Linked DNA regions of Mus musculus: region 1 is linked to region 2. A link is a contact called in public HiChIP or PLAC-seq data. All regions are on one chromosome and are shown on one strand. The core of a region is the stretch at or near the end of the contact, and the rest is flanking DNA. Distances in the headings are between cores, read along the strand shown.

Region 1 (6,756 bases), core at 837-3,336, 190 kb before region 2:
GAGACCTAAGTAAGTATCATTTTACTAAATATAACAGCTTGGAGAAATGCCCCAGTTTTCACTCTGTTGGAAGAATTAGATGAGACTATGCTAGCCAAGTAGAAGGAACTCTGGACTTTGGTATTGGTCCCCAGTTGTACAATATTGTGCTACACATGATATAAACATGAAAGCCTAGCTACCTTGCATTCTGTTAAGGTATGCTTGTCTATTTTGCAGGAGATTGGTCTTGATTGAGCAATTCAATTCAGTTAAATTCTGTGTAAATTTCCATAGGGAAGGAAATTTCTCTTTCAGAGTATCATTTCCTCTATATTCCTCTTTTTCACAGTAATCTGTTTAACCTAGGGCAGTTTGCAGGCTGGGAAGAACTTTACTAATAAGCTACCCTGATGTTAAGTATTACCATTCTTTCATCTTCACATCCAGGTTACAGTTTATAGAAGGGCTGAGGCACAGCTCTGTAGAAGAGAGTTTACTGAGCATGTGCAGGATAAAAACATGAGTTTCTCTGTAATACTGCAGAGAAAGGGAGGCTCATGGGAAGTAGTAAGCCAAGAGGAGAATGATTATAAATGCAGAAGTTAAGGGACTGTACCCCGGGGTGTAGTTTTATTCTTGGAGGTGTTTTCTCTGCTGCTCACCAGTCCTGCTTTCTTCCCTGTTTTACATCACTGTTCGTGATGACCTGTGCAAGTACTCATGAGCTGTTAACTGTGTGAATTACTGAAGGTTGGTGTCTAAAGCCTTCTGAGCTTAGTGTGTCCTTGGGATCCCTGCTGGGCTTGAAAGAGCACTGCTCAGTAGAGACTTTGCTAGGGAAGGAAGCCAGTGTGTAAGTGATCCTTGTGGGAAAGTGACGGTACATCTGTATGCTTATGTGTAACTCACAGAAACAGTGTCTTCTTACAAATGGAAACAGGCTCGGCTCTTCTCTTCTTTTCTTTTGGTTTTTTGAGACAGGGTTTCTCTGTATAGCCCTGGCTGTCCTGGAACTCACTCTGTTGACCAGGCTGGCCTCGAACTCAGAAATCTGCCTGCCTCTGCCTCCCGAGTGCTGGGATTAATTGTGTGTGCCACCACGCCCGGCAAGCAGGCTGTTTTCTATTTGTAGTTTTACTTAAGGCAGTTCACCCAGTGATACATGGCTGGCCAGGTTAGTACTGTTGAGTTTTCGGAGTTAAGAAATAGATGGGTATTTACTTCATAATGATATGCATATTTATCTGTATGGGAATAAAAGAGATGGGAATCAGGTGTAGTGTACATACATGCAATCCCTGACCTTGGGGCAGGAAAATCCCAAGTTCCTTGCCACTTTTGATTTTTAAAAAGCTTAAGAAAATGTGATGAGTCTTCGATAAGAAAGAACACTTTAACATATACCAGTGAGTTTATATATGAGGAAGGTTAATGATAAGTTCAAGGGACAGCTTGCTGTCTTTACTAGAGCTTTCCATAGTTGTCTCTTGTGTAACAGCATTAGCAATATGCTGTTATCAAGAGAAAAGATGTTCGTTATGGACCTGCCTACACTGATAATAAAAACTGCTTTATTTTAGATCATCTCCTGTACACATCATAGCTACTAGCAAAAGTTTACATTCCTATGCACGCCCACCACCAGTGTCCTCTTCTTCAAAAAGTGGGCCAGCCTTCCCTCATGACCACTGGAAGGAAGAAACACCAGTAAGACATGAAAGGGTGAGTTTATTCATGAAGTCAAACTTCTACAAAGTTTATACAGTGGTTGAAAACATTACCTTTCCCCAATCTGAGAGATTGTTTTGAAGAACATACAGATGCACAAAAATATTTCATTGTTCATTATATGCATTTGATTCTGTATTTCTATTTTTAAGAAAATTTATTACAGATGACAGTATTTAAAACTTCAAGAAAAAAAGTCCTTCAATAGTGAAAGCTTACTTTCCTTAATCTTACAACTAAGTTATATTTATTTGAAAGCTCGAGTTTAAAAGAGGTATTAAAAGATCTTTTAAAAATAACAAAACAGAAGTTTCTGTTTTCTCTGTACAGGCAAACAGTGAGTCAGAGTCAGGCATTTTCTGTATGTCCTCCCTGTCAGATGATGATGATCTGGGCTGGTGCAATTCCTGGCCATCCACCATTTGGCACTGCTTTCTGAAAGGTAAAGAAGTACTTAAATGATTTGCAGCTGCCTTGGTAGCACAGCAGGCTTGTAATCTGATCCCTTCTTTCTAATTCAACTTCAGGCACGCGGCTGTGCTTCCATAAGGAAAGCAATAAGGAATGGCAAGATGTGGAAGACTTTGCTAGAGCCGCCAGCTGTGATAATGAGGAAGAGATCCAAATGGGCACTCACAAGGTTCATTTAAAATCCTTCTAAAGAATTTCAAACTGGTCAACCTTCAGGGTTAATCTAGAGGAACGCTCTACTTGCATTCCTATTTAAATGGCACCTTGCCCTCTGGGTAGGGAGTGAGACCGCCCAGTGCTTAGCATGGTGGGCAGAACCATGACTAGCACTTCCCAGCCATGCTTCTAAGGTGTGCGGTCTGTGTGACTTGGCAGCTTTATGCTTTAAATGCTCTTGTTCTGGAAAACTAGACTAGCCTTAAAGACAAATAGTAAACTAATTCAAACCTTCAGTTCTTAAGTATATAATGCAGTGCATGTCTTCCATGGTTAATTGAGAGTTTGAGGTTACTTCTTAAATGACCCCAGGAAACTCTCATTTTCTACATTTATAAGTAAAAACAGTGGTAAGCAACATTAGAATAAATATCTGTTGACACATTTTACTTTTAAAACTTTTCATTTCTCTATCTCTGTTGCAGGGAAAAATAAATAAATGAATAAATAAGCAAAATGGGATAATATAAAATACCAATTGAAAATTCCTTCTTGGAGCTTCCTGTCTCCTGTCAAGTTTTGAGAAAAAGTTGATTATCTTGAGCATGGTGTCTTCATCTTGGTGTTACTCTTTTCTTAGTAAAGTGTGCAGTCTGATTTTGCTTCTCCTACTTTACACAAAATTTGTCTCCTAGTTTTGAAATCTCTGCAACATTTGCTCATTGAACTACTTCCTGACATTGCTGTCCCTTAGTTTACACAGCAGCAGTACCCTAGTTCTCAGTCCATTGCTTATTGCTGCAGTGTCTTCCTCTTCATAGCCCTAGTGACTGGAGCACTGACAGCAGCATCCAGGCGGCATCTCTGTAGAGAGCACTCTGAACTCAGTGTGTACTCCAGCAAGTCTTATGTGAACGACTTTAATCATCTGGGCCTTCGCATCCTGATATGTAATGTAAACGCAGGCTAAAATCTTAGTAGCTTTAAGAAAAAAGGCTAATTTTTTTAACATTTAGTATTTATTTTATGTGCATTGGTGTTTTGCCTTCATGAGCATGTCTGTGTGAGGGTGTCAGATCCCCTGGAGTAGAGTTAACAGTTATAAGCCACCATGTAGATGCTAGAAATTGAACCCAGATCCTCTGGAAGAGCAGCCAGTGCTCTTAACAAAAGAGCCTTCTCTCCAGCCCTAGAAAACTAATTTTGACTATTTGTTAATCTGCCCTCTACTTTTCCACCTGCATGTTAGACCTCACTAGTGAGCCATGATCAATTTTTCACACTCAGTATGACTTGGGGTACATCTCATTCCTAATTTCTGCCTATCTAAGTATTTCTTTAAATTAAAATTCCTTTAAAATATTTTTGCAGACCACATTCAAAACTACGAAACTGTCTTTCATTATGTTCCTTCTCATCCCTTCATATTCAGTTTTCTATTCCATAGTATTCACAGCATTGTTAACCCATTATGTGTTGATCACCTAGTATACAATTGGGTGCTGTAGCTAGCTGCAGTCATGTGTCTTTTTCTGTGAATGCAAGGGTAGACACTGGTTTCTTTCTTTTCACCTTGTTCATGTGTTCTGTAAGCCCACCACCTGACATGTGTTACTCAGTAAATGCCCACTGAATTTAAGTTTCATCTGGTTCTTCTCTCATCAGTTGTGGACTCAAGATGTACAGTGGGTATCTCATAACCTCAAATAATTAAAATGCAGGGCTAGAAAGATGGCTAGAGTAGTACCTACACATACAGCTACTAGAGCTTGTACACCCACAAATACGATACACCTTTAAAAATAATAACATAGTAGAGTCCCTTTTTCATCATCATGATCTGAAAATTGACAACCACATTAATAAAAATACTTCCATTGTCTTACCACCAACACCTCCTGAGTGAGATTTCATCTTGCCCTCTACAAACTTACAAACTGTCCCATTTTCAGCCTTATTTGCGTAAGTCTAAACTTAACCTTTTTTCTTTTTTTGTTGTTGTTGTTTTTAAGCACTACTACTTACTTAGCACTACTCAAAGAAGTTACATGCAACTGTTCTTTTTTTGTTTGTTTGTTTGTTTGTTTGAGACAGGGTTTCTCTGTGTAGCCCTGGGTGTCCTGGAACTCACTCTGTAGACCAGGCTGGCCTCAAACTCAGAAATCCGCCTGCCTCTGCCTCCCGAGTGCTGGGATCAAAGGCGTGCGCCACCACGTCCAGCACATGCAACTATTCTTAGCCTAGGCATTTTCTTTTTCTAAATTTTATCTTTTACATCTCACTTCAAAGTCCTCCTTAGTCTATCATAGATAGTCTTTGTTTACTAAACTTCATATTACTTATATTTGGATTAAAATGCATATTATCTCAATCTGATACATATTCTGTGGTCATGATACGTGTGTTTCTTTACTGCTTGGTTGAAACTACTTTAAAGCTGGAGATACTGACTAAATTTACCTTTTCCAATCCAGACATATATTGGGAGTTTCCCTGTTGAATGGAATGTTTCCAATTTATTTAGTCCATGCATATGCTTTCAGGGCTATGGGTCTGATGGTCTAAAGTTGTTATCCCATGAAGAGAGTGTGTCATTCGGTGAGTCTGTACTGAAGTTGACATTTGATCCTGGTACAGTAGAAGATGGCTTGCTCACTGTAGAGTGCAAGCTGGACCACCCTTTCTATGTTAAAAATAAAGGTAGGGCTTCAATTGAATTTATACCAACTTTACTATTATTTTCATATTTGTGCGTGTTTCACCTGCATGGATATCCGATACTTTGGTACTTCAGTTAACAACTGGTTGTGAGTTGCCAAGTGAACCCCAGATTTCTAGAAGACCAGCCAGTGCTTTTTTGTTTTGTTTTTGTTTTTCGAGACAGGGTCAGCCAGTGCTCTTAACTGCTGAGCCATCTTTAGCTCCGAGTTGATAAAAACTTTAAAGAAAACTTCTTACATTTTGTGGCTTTAAGAAAAATAATGAAAATTTATTTCAAACCAAATAAAATTCAACAGATGTTTACAGTTATATTTAATAGTGTTTAAGTACCTTAGCCATGATCAGAAAAAATGTTGCCATGTGCATGAGAAATGTCATTCATGTAGCATACTGTAAGCTCTCAGGTATAATGTGAGAAGTGGTGGGCTTGGTAGTCATTATTTTTGTTTGTATTTACCTATTAAGCCAGAGTTGCTCTTTAGAGCTTTACTACAGAAATACCGTGTAAAGCATAATTTATTAATTTGTAGGCTATTTCATAGTTTATTACTTCAGTGTTTTTGCAGATGTTTAAAAGTGGTCAGTATCTGATAGAGGTTTATAAATAAAATACTGAATTAAACTAGTTGTGGGGGTTTTTACATAGCTGAAACAGAAGTGTTAATCCTAGCAATGGTTTTATTTGAAAGTGAGAGACGTGGTGTGTCAGACCTAAGTAGACTTGTTCTTTTTTCCTCATGTTCATCTGTTGTCTAACTCTAGGTTGGTCGTCATTTTATCCAAGCTTGACTGTGGTACAGCATGGCATTCCATGTTGTGAAATTCATATTGGTGACGTATGTCTACCTCCTGGACACCCTGATGCCATTAATTTCGATGATTCAGGTGTTTTTGATACATTTAAAAGGTAAAGATGCATTTTTTTTCTGTTAAAGTTTCTTCCCTAGTGATAGCTGAGTTATAACTGAAGTCCAACTAAAGCTAAGGTTTAAGGGGTTGGGCACTGGCCCCCTTTCTATCCGAGTATGCCCATCCCCTGTAGTGGCCTGCCTGTGATTCCAGCAGTGGGAACAAGGAGGCAAGGGCTCTGCCAAGCAAGCTGGTTAGCTTGTCAGTCCAGTTAGAGATGATAGAGAGCAGTTGAGAAAGACTCATTTTGCTGGCTCATAAAATAAATTGTTGTAAATGAGTATAAAATTATGTAAATAGCTCTGTAACTGAATTGTTCACAGGCCATATCAATATTGCTAAACTGGATTGTACTAGGTGGACTCATGAGACAAATGCATCTATGTTCATGTCACAGTTTATGATGGCAAAAGGATACGAAGCAGTCAAAGAAGGGAAAACCCCAGAAGAAATAACAAGCCCTATTTTTTTGAGTCTTCTCTCAGCATATCTTAAGCTTCCAGGAATAAATAATACAAATGTATGAAATGTTTTTGTCAGAGAAGTTTGTTAGACTCTCATGACACAGGATTTTTTTATTGATAGCCTGGCCAAATAAGATTCTCTTCCTGGCATATACCAAAATTCCAGTTTTAAAATGACATCATGTGCTCATGGTTCAGGCTCACTATGAAATTCAAGGCTTGCCTGACAAGCCTTGGGCCTGGTAGGGGCATAAGCTCTAGAGCTGGACTATCTGCCTTCTCGTCCTCCTGGCTGCACTGAAGGCTGGCTGTGGAAGCTTAGGTA
Region 2 (6,995 bases), core at 3,114-5,613:
GTATAAAACAACGAGCATAGTGCTCATTGAAGGTATTAGCACATGCCCATAGCCTGAGTATGGAAGTGGCTGAGATAGAGGGAAATGAGTCCAAGGTCAACCTGGACCCCAGTGGGGATTAATGGACTTCACCTTTCTTTCTTCACTTTTCACTACTCAAACATTATAGACTTGGAAAAGACAGGTTAGACTGAGTCTCGCTTGCTACCCCTCACCCATCTTTGATATATTCAATGACTTGTCTGTTTTGTTTTCTTTTGTTTAGGAGTTTTATTTTGTTCAGGAAAAAAAAGTTTCAAATGTTGTTCATCAAGAGAGAACATTGTATAAGTAATGGGAATTATTCTAATAAATTACATTTCTTTGTACTTTATTAGAGAGAGCTATGTCATACCATCTTGTGGGCCCTCTGCTAGACAAGTAAAATCATGCCTGCATGACGCCTTTAGAATCCTACCCTGTAGTATTACAGATGTAAGTCAGTACTATACCATCCATCTGTAAATAGTGAGATTTCTGTACCTTTTGTGGTGGTTACTTTGCTTCATCAGAGCTGTTTTTAATGATGTTAATCTAGAATGTTTTCATTCTAGAAGACTGAGAAGCTCATTTAAAAAAAAAAAAAAAGATGCCAGACTCCAACAAATAAAACACAACAGTTAATAACAAGTCAACCACTGAGATAGAGCAATCATTAAAATGAAAAGAGGCAACAAACAAATCATACAGATACAACTCAATGTAGGTCAACGGTTCTCTGGGGAAGGAGAGGGCTCTGGAGAAACTTTGGAAATGGTAAGTACATTTAGCTTGAATGTGTTAAGGCTTTGTCTCAGGCATTCAAATAAATAATGCTCAAATTTATCAAGTTGTATACCTTAGACAAGTAAGGTTATTGCATATCAAGCATACCTCTCAATAAAACTATTTTTAAGGAATAACATTTGAATACACAGGCATCAAACAAGCCCCTGGGCTTACTGAACCATTCTCCTCTTCACTATAATTACACATTATAGGAGGAGCATCTGCATGACTTTGATCTCCTTTAACAAACAGCCTTTTTAACACCTCCCTAAACTGTCTATATACAATAGGCACCAGCCCTACGTTTACATTAGAACTTTGTTGACAAACCAGAAAAGTAATTATCAACCAGGCAGCCTCTTTACCAAAAAAGTTGAACAATAAACATTAAAAAGTTTTCTTCTAAACATGCCAAAAATTAATTTTTTTAATAGAGCCATGCTATATTATCAAGGCTGGCCTTAACTCCGGGGCTCAAATATTACCCGAGATTCCCACTTACTTAGAAGTACAGGTAAGCAGCATAGCACCTGACTTAATTACTAATCATGGGTATTTTAAGAACCGATTCTCGCAGGGGTAAGTGTTCCAAAATAGTAATGCTTAGTGAAAACTGACTTCAGAAACTTAACTGCTGTTATAATAATCTAGGAAATTCTTAGTCAAACAGAGCAGGTTTCTTTATAATAATACTCCTCTAAATAGTCATTAGGCATGATAATGTCACCCTTAGCACTTTTCCCTTGGATTTCATAAGCTCTATACTAGGACTAACACCTAGAGAACACACTTAGGAAATAGAGTGACCGCATCAGCCAGACTAGTTTATACACAATACGAAATGACACAAACCTGTCATCAGGCCACAGTCAGTAGTTTGTTTATAAGAACCTGTGTTTTTCATGTAATAGACTGACTACAGGGAGCTAGTGTTTTATCTACTCATGCCACTTTACATATGAAAGTGAATGACAAAAGAATTGCCCATTATTAAGTAGTAAAGACGAGAAATACTATTTGTGTTATTCCAGGCTGCTATCGTAAAGTAATATAATTTGGACAGGTTAAAAAACAAATAAAAAACATCAAAGATTTCTCATAGCTCTGGAAGTACTCTTCCAAGACCAGGTTTACCAGTAAGGCTGGACTCTAATGAAGGTCTTTCTGCATGTTTTCAGACTTGTATTGTCATAAGAGGACAAAAAAGCTACCCCAAATTTCTTTTACAGAACACTGATCCCATTGGGAGATGACCTGCCCAAAGCCTCACTTCCTACATCCACAATGGACGGTAGGATTCAGCCAATGAATGTGAGTCAGAAACAACACAAGCGTTGACTCCGATGCAGATGCTGGAATGGTCCCCATGAAGCTATCTGTTTGCAAATCTAGGCCATTCTTAGCACCATTATCTGATTCTGACCATCTTAAAACATTGTTCTCTTCACACACTCTTCATATATTTTAGTGAATTCTTTCTATTAAAGTAGCTGGGTCAAATTCACTCAATCTCACCTAGGAGCCCTAGATGATGAATAAGGAAATCTGTAAACACGAGATGGTAGCTTCACATAAAGGTAAGTACCACCAACTGCCCACAGTCACAGAGGCAAGGAAAGTACTTACGCCATTTCTAACTTCTACTTGCTCCATGTACTTTCTTTTTTTTAAAGATTTGTTTGTTTGTTTGTTTGTTTATTAATTATATGTAAGTACACTGTAGCTGTCTTCAGAGGCACCAGAAGAGGGCATCAGATCTCATTATGGGTGGTTGTGAGCCACCATGTGGTTGCTGGGATTTGAACTTCGGACCTTCAGAAGAGCAGTCGGGTGCTCTTACCCACTGAGCCATCTCACCAGCCCGCTCCATGTACTTTCAGTTCTGCACTGTGGTAATAAGGAGTCAGTTTGACATCCCTACCCACAATCAGATGTGATGAACACTTTCAGCAAATAAGCAGGACACAAAACTAATGTACAAAACTCGGTAGTTTATCTATTAATCATTAAAGAACGTACTGAGGAAAAAAATCGGAGGGAAAATGACTTGCAATACCATCAAATGAACCAATAAAACAAAAACTTTAAACATAGTAAACATAATAAACTTAACCAAGGATGTGAAAAACCTCTATAATGAAAACTTGAAAGCACTTTAGAAAAAAACTAGAGAAGACACTAGAAGATGGGAAACTTCTGCTATTCATGGATAGGAAAAATTAATACTGTGAAAAGGCTACATTACCAAAAGAGTTAAACAATCTCAATGCAATCTTTCACACAACAAACAAACAAACAAAAAAAAATCCTAAAATTCACATGGGAGCACAAAAGACCAAAACAATTCTGGGGAGAAAGAGCAACAACAGGATCATAATTTCTATACTATACAGCCGTAGAAACAAAAATAGCAAGGTACTGGTAGGTCCACACACCCACAGAGACATACACACCATGGAATAGTATGTAAGACAGAAATGAAGCTATGCAACCCCAGCCACATGGTGTGTATGTGTGCGTGTCTGTTTCTGTGTGTGTGTGTGTGTCTTTTTACCAAGTTGCCAAAAAATATACAATAGAGAAAAGATAACCTCTCTAGTAAGTGGAGCTGGGAAACCTGGATATTCACATATAAAGAAATGAAACTAGAATCTCATTTCTCATCATATACAACAGCTAAAAGTGGACCAACAGCCCTCATGTAAGACTTTGAAACTGCTAAAGAGAAATACTTTAGATACAGGCATAAACAAGAATTTTCTAAAAACTGCACCCACAGTTTAAAAAAAAAAGTAACACCAAAAACTGACAAATAGGATTGCCTAGAACTAAAAAGCTTCTGCACAGAAACAAAAGCTACTACTCGGGCAAAGAGAGCCCAGGAGAAGCCTTTATACAGCTGGTAGCTGTTACATAGCTGCAATCAAAGGAATAAATGCAAAAATGTAAACTTAAGGGGGCTGGTGAGATGGCTCAGTGGGTAAGAGCACCCGACTGCTCTTCCGAAGGTCAGGAGTTCAAATCCCAGCAACCACATGGTGGCTCACAACCATCCGATCACGAGATCTGACTCCCTCTTCTGGAGGGTCTGAAGACAGCTACAGTGTACTTACATATAATAAATAAATAAATAACGCTAAAAAAAAATGTAAACTTAATAATAAACTTAACCAAGGAGGTGAAAGACCTCTGCAATGAAAACTCAAAAACACTACAGAGAGAAACTAGAGAAGACATTAGTCTTCTTTAGTACCTAGGATATCTAGGTATTTAGGATAAAGAATTTTAAAAAATAAAAAAAAAATCTACCCAATGAACAGACAGTTCTCATCAAAATAAGTACAGATGACCAGAAAACATGAAAAAAAAAATTCAACATTGTCTCTTGCTCATGAGGGAAACTCAGGTCAGAACTGCCCTGAGATTCTGCCTCACTATAATCAGAACGGCATCATGAGAACGGAACAAATGCTGTACAGGTACAGGGATAGAGGAACCCTTACATACCAGCAGGAATGTATGTAGTCTCTATGGGGTCCCACGTGACCCAGGTGACCACTCCTAGGAAACCTAAGCAGGCACTGCAGACACTGCATCCATGGTTACTGCAGCACTATTCACAACAGGTACATCATGAGATTTGGTGGCGATAAAAAGGACAAATATGTCATTTTCAAGAAAATGAATGGAACTGGAGATGAGCACACAAAGACAAATAATCAGAGTCAGAGCCAGAAGCCATGACTTTTCTTATATACGGAACCCAGGAAGTAGAATGAGGACTGCTGGAAGGATGAAGGGACAAACAGGACGGAAAAAGGACAGAGAAGGAGGGATGAATAGGGTTGAAGTACATGATATACTTAAATAAAAATATTATCATGAACTTCATCATTTCATATCATAAAAATACATTAATAAACTTTAAAAAAAAGCATAATTTCTCTGATCTTAAAGATCATCTCTAAGGTCTAGAGAGATGGCTCAGCAGTTAAGAGCACTGGCTGCTCTCCCAGAAGACCCAGGTTCAATTTCCAGCACCCACAAGTCAGCTTACACCTGTCGTAACTCCATTCCAGGGGATCTGACATCCTCATACAGACACAGGCAGGGAAAACACCAATACATACAAAATAAAAATAAACAATTTTTAAAAGAAATTCTTAAAAAGACCAACACAATCATCTCTTGACTATGCGCAGGCTATGGCCTTTTTCCATAAGCAAAGTTACATGCATAGACCACACCATAGAACAACTTAAGATAATGCAGTAAGACGTAAAGCAAATTATGGGAAACTTCAAATAACTGCGCTTTTTCTTTCTCTCTTCTCTCTCTTTTCCTTCCTTCCTTCCTTTTCTTTTTTAATGACTTAATTCACTTTGCTTTTCTTCTATTAAAAACCCTTATGTGGTAGCTACAGCTAGAGCCTGAGTCCTCTGAATGGAATGGGTTTTCACAAGATGGCCAGTGAGTTCCTGATAAAGAAAATTTGTGAAATTTCTTTCTTTCTTTCTTTCTTTCTTCCTTCCTTCCTTCCTTCCTTCCTTCCTTCCTTCCTTCCTTCCTTCCTCCCTCCCTCCCTCCCTCCCCTCCCCACTCGCTCGTGCTTGCGCTCTCTCTCTCTCTCTCTCTTTCTCTTTCTCTCTTTTTGGTTTTTCGAAACAGGGTTTCTCTGTATAACCCTGGCTGTCCTGGAACTCACTCTGTAGACCAGGTTGGCCTCAAACTCAGAAATCCACCTGCCTCTGCCTCCCAAGTGCTCGGATTAAAGGTGTGCACCACCACTGCTCGATTTGTGAAGTTTCTTTCCTGAGGCTGGGGGGTCAGGGAGCTCTAAGTCTTGAGGAGGGCATTAAAGGTGGCCTTGGCAAAGTTGCTCAAGGTAGTAGTGCAGCCCTACCTAGCAGATGTGTGGCAGACATCAATACCAGCTATCATCAGTAGCTTCTCGGACACAGGGACAAAGATGGACGCTGTGCTTCTCGAGGCAGGGATGATACACATCACTACAGAGCCACAGTGGCCTGTCACAGTGCCAATCTTGTTTCCCCCATAGCCTCTCTGCACTGGGACGATGAAAAGCTTAGCCCAGATGATGGTCCCTCAGACAGCAGTGTCTACCTCCTTGGAGTACTTAACACAAAGACCAATATGACCACTGTAGTCCCCAATAGCAACAAAAGCCTTGAACCTGGTTTCCTGACCAGCCTCGTGTGCATGATCTTTAGAACCTCCCCCTTCAGGGATGCACTCAGGAAAAACCTCAATAATCTCAGATTCCTTAATGGGCAAGGAGAACAGCAAGAGTTCCGCCAGGGACTTGATCTTCATGCCCTTGACCAGGTGGTCCAGCTTGGTGATGGGTCCACTCCTTGTCTTTGGCTTTTACTTCCATGAACCCCCATACCCTTGACCATGACCACAGTTCCTAAGGCAGATGACAAGTCTCCCATGGAAGGCACAGCCTCCTAATCCTGGACCCCTGGGATTCTGGGGACCTTCCTGCTGCACTAGCAGAAGCAGCAACAGCAGCATTCGCCATCTTTGTTTTCCTGAAGAACAAAAAGCACAACTATGGTTTTCAAGAGCAGTGACCTGAGGCTACACATCAAAGCTGACAATGACACTCTTCTCTCACCTTTCACTAATCATAGTTAAATGTATCTACACTGTACTCATACGTCATCTCACGGCTCACACTAAATACAATGGAAAGAAAACTTCCTTCTGTTACAGATTGTGATCTGCTCCCCATTCCAAAAGTGATGTGTGGAAATCTTAACTCAGCTTATATAATGTTATCTTACTTGTAAATACAGCCTTTCAGATAGAATTAAGGTAAAATAAGAGCATGTTCGATTAAGATGTGCCTTAATCTGATGATGGGAATTCTTATTTTCCCCACTTTTATTTACTTTCCATTGGTTTAAATCCAGGATGGTACAGCAGCATCACATGGATTCTGTGTCCAGTGGCCTTTTCAGGAAGGTTGCTTCAGAAGGTTGCTTCAGAATGTGTCACGAACCATGTCACTGCTTCCGTGGGCCCGAGTTACTTTTCCCCAGATCACTCTGTTTTTGTTTGGTTTGCCTCTAGGAGTCGCTGTATTGTTTTTTGCTTTATACACGTGAGCACATCTCTTGCCTAAGTAGAACTCCGTTTCATCTCGGGCATATACACCTTCA

The links. HiChIP or PLAC-seq counts read pairs in DNA pulled down with a chosen protein or histone mark.
Region 1: a contact with region 2 is called in an H3K27ac HiChIP or PLAC-seq map of embryonic stem cells, with 3 times the contacts expected there. The contact joins two enhancer-like sites. A contact is called at or near these places in 1 of 39 promoter capture datasets (embryonic stem cells), 7 of 484 Hi-C or Micro-C datasets (embryonic fibroblasts, embryonic stem cells, trophoblast stem cells and 1 more), 1 of 115 datasets of contacts at active chromatin or transcription factors (embryonic stem cells) and 3 of 9 other capture datasets (adipose tissue, embryonic stem cells and liver).

Annotation. Positions count from the first base shown.
Region 1 is chr12:31,932,566-31,939,321 of GRCm38.p6, reverse strand. Cog5 (component of oligomeric golgi complex 5) reads right to left here. Exons shown (of 23, transcript NM_001163126.1): 23 at 1,692-2,145. Hbp1 (high mobility group box transcription factor 1) reads left to right here. Exons shown (of 11, transcript NM_153198.3): 4 at 1,563-1,704; 5 at 2,041-2,152; 6 at 2,238-2,350; 7 at 4,881-5,037; 8 at 5,821-5,965. Among named protein-coding and RNA genes, the nearest start is that of Hbp1, 14 kb to the left of the region's middle. Within about 2 kb of position 2,086, at least 34 of the 459 cell types and tissues checked have an H3K27ac peak or open chromatin away from gene starts, as enhancers often do. A contact at or near this core is called in embryonic stem cells, where this site is marked.
Region 2 is chr12:31,747,414-31,754,408 of GRCm38.p6, reverse strand. The region is part of intron 6 of Cog5 (component of oligomeric golgi complex 5); the gene reads right to left. It also overlaps the pseudogene Gm18029. Among named protein-coding and RNA genes, the nearest start is that of Gpr22, 37 kb to the right of the region's middle. Within about 2 kb of position 4,363, at least 13 of the 459 cell types and tissues checked have an H3K27ac peak or open chromatin away from gene starts, as enhancers often do. A contact at or near this core is called in embryonic stem cells, where this site is marked.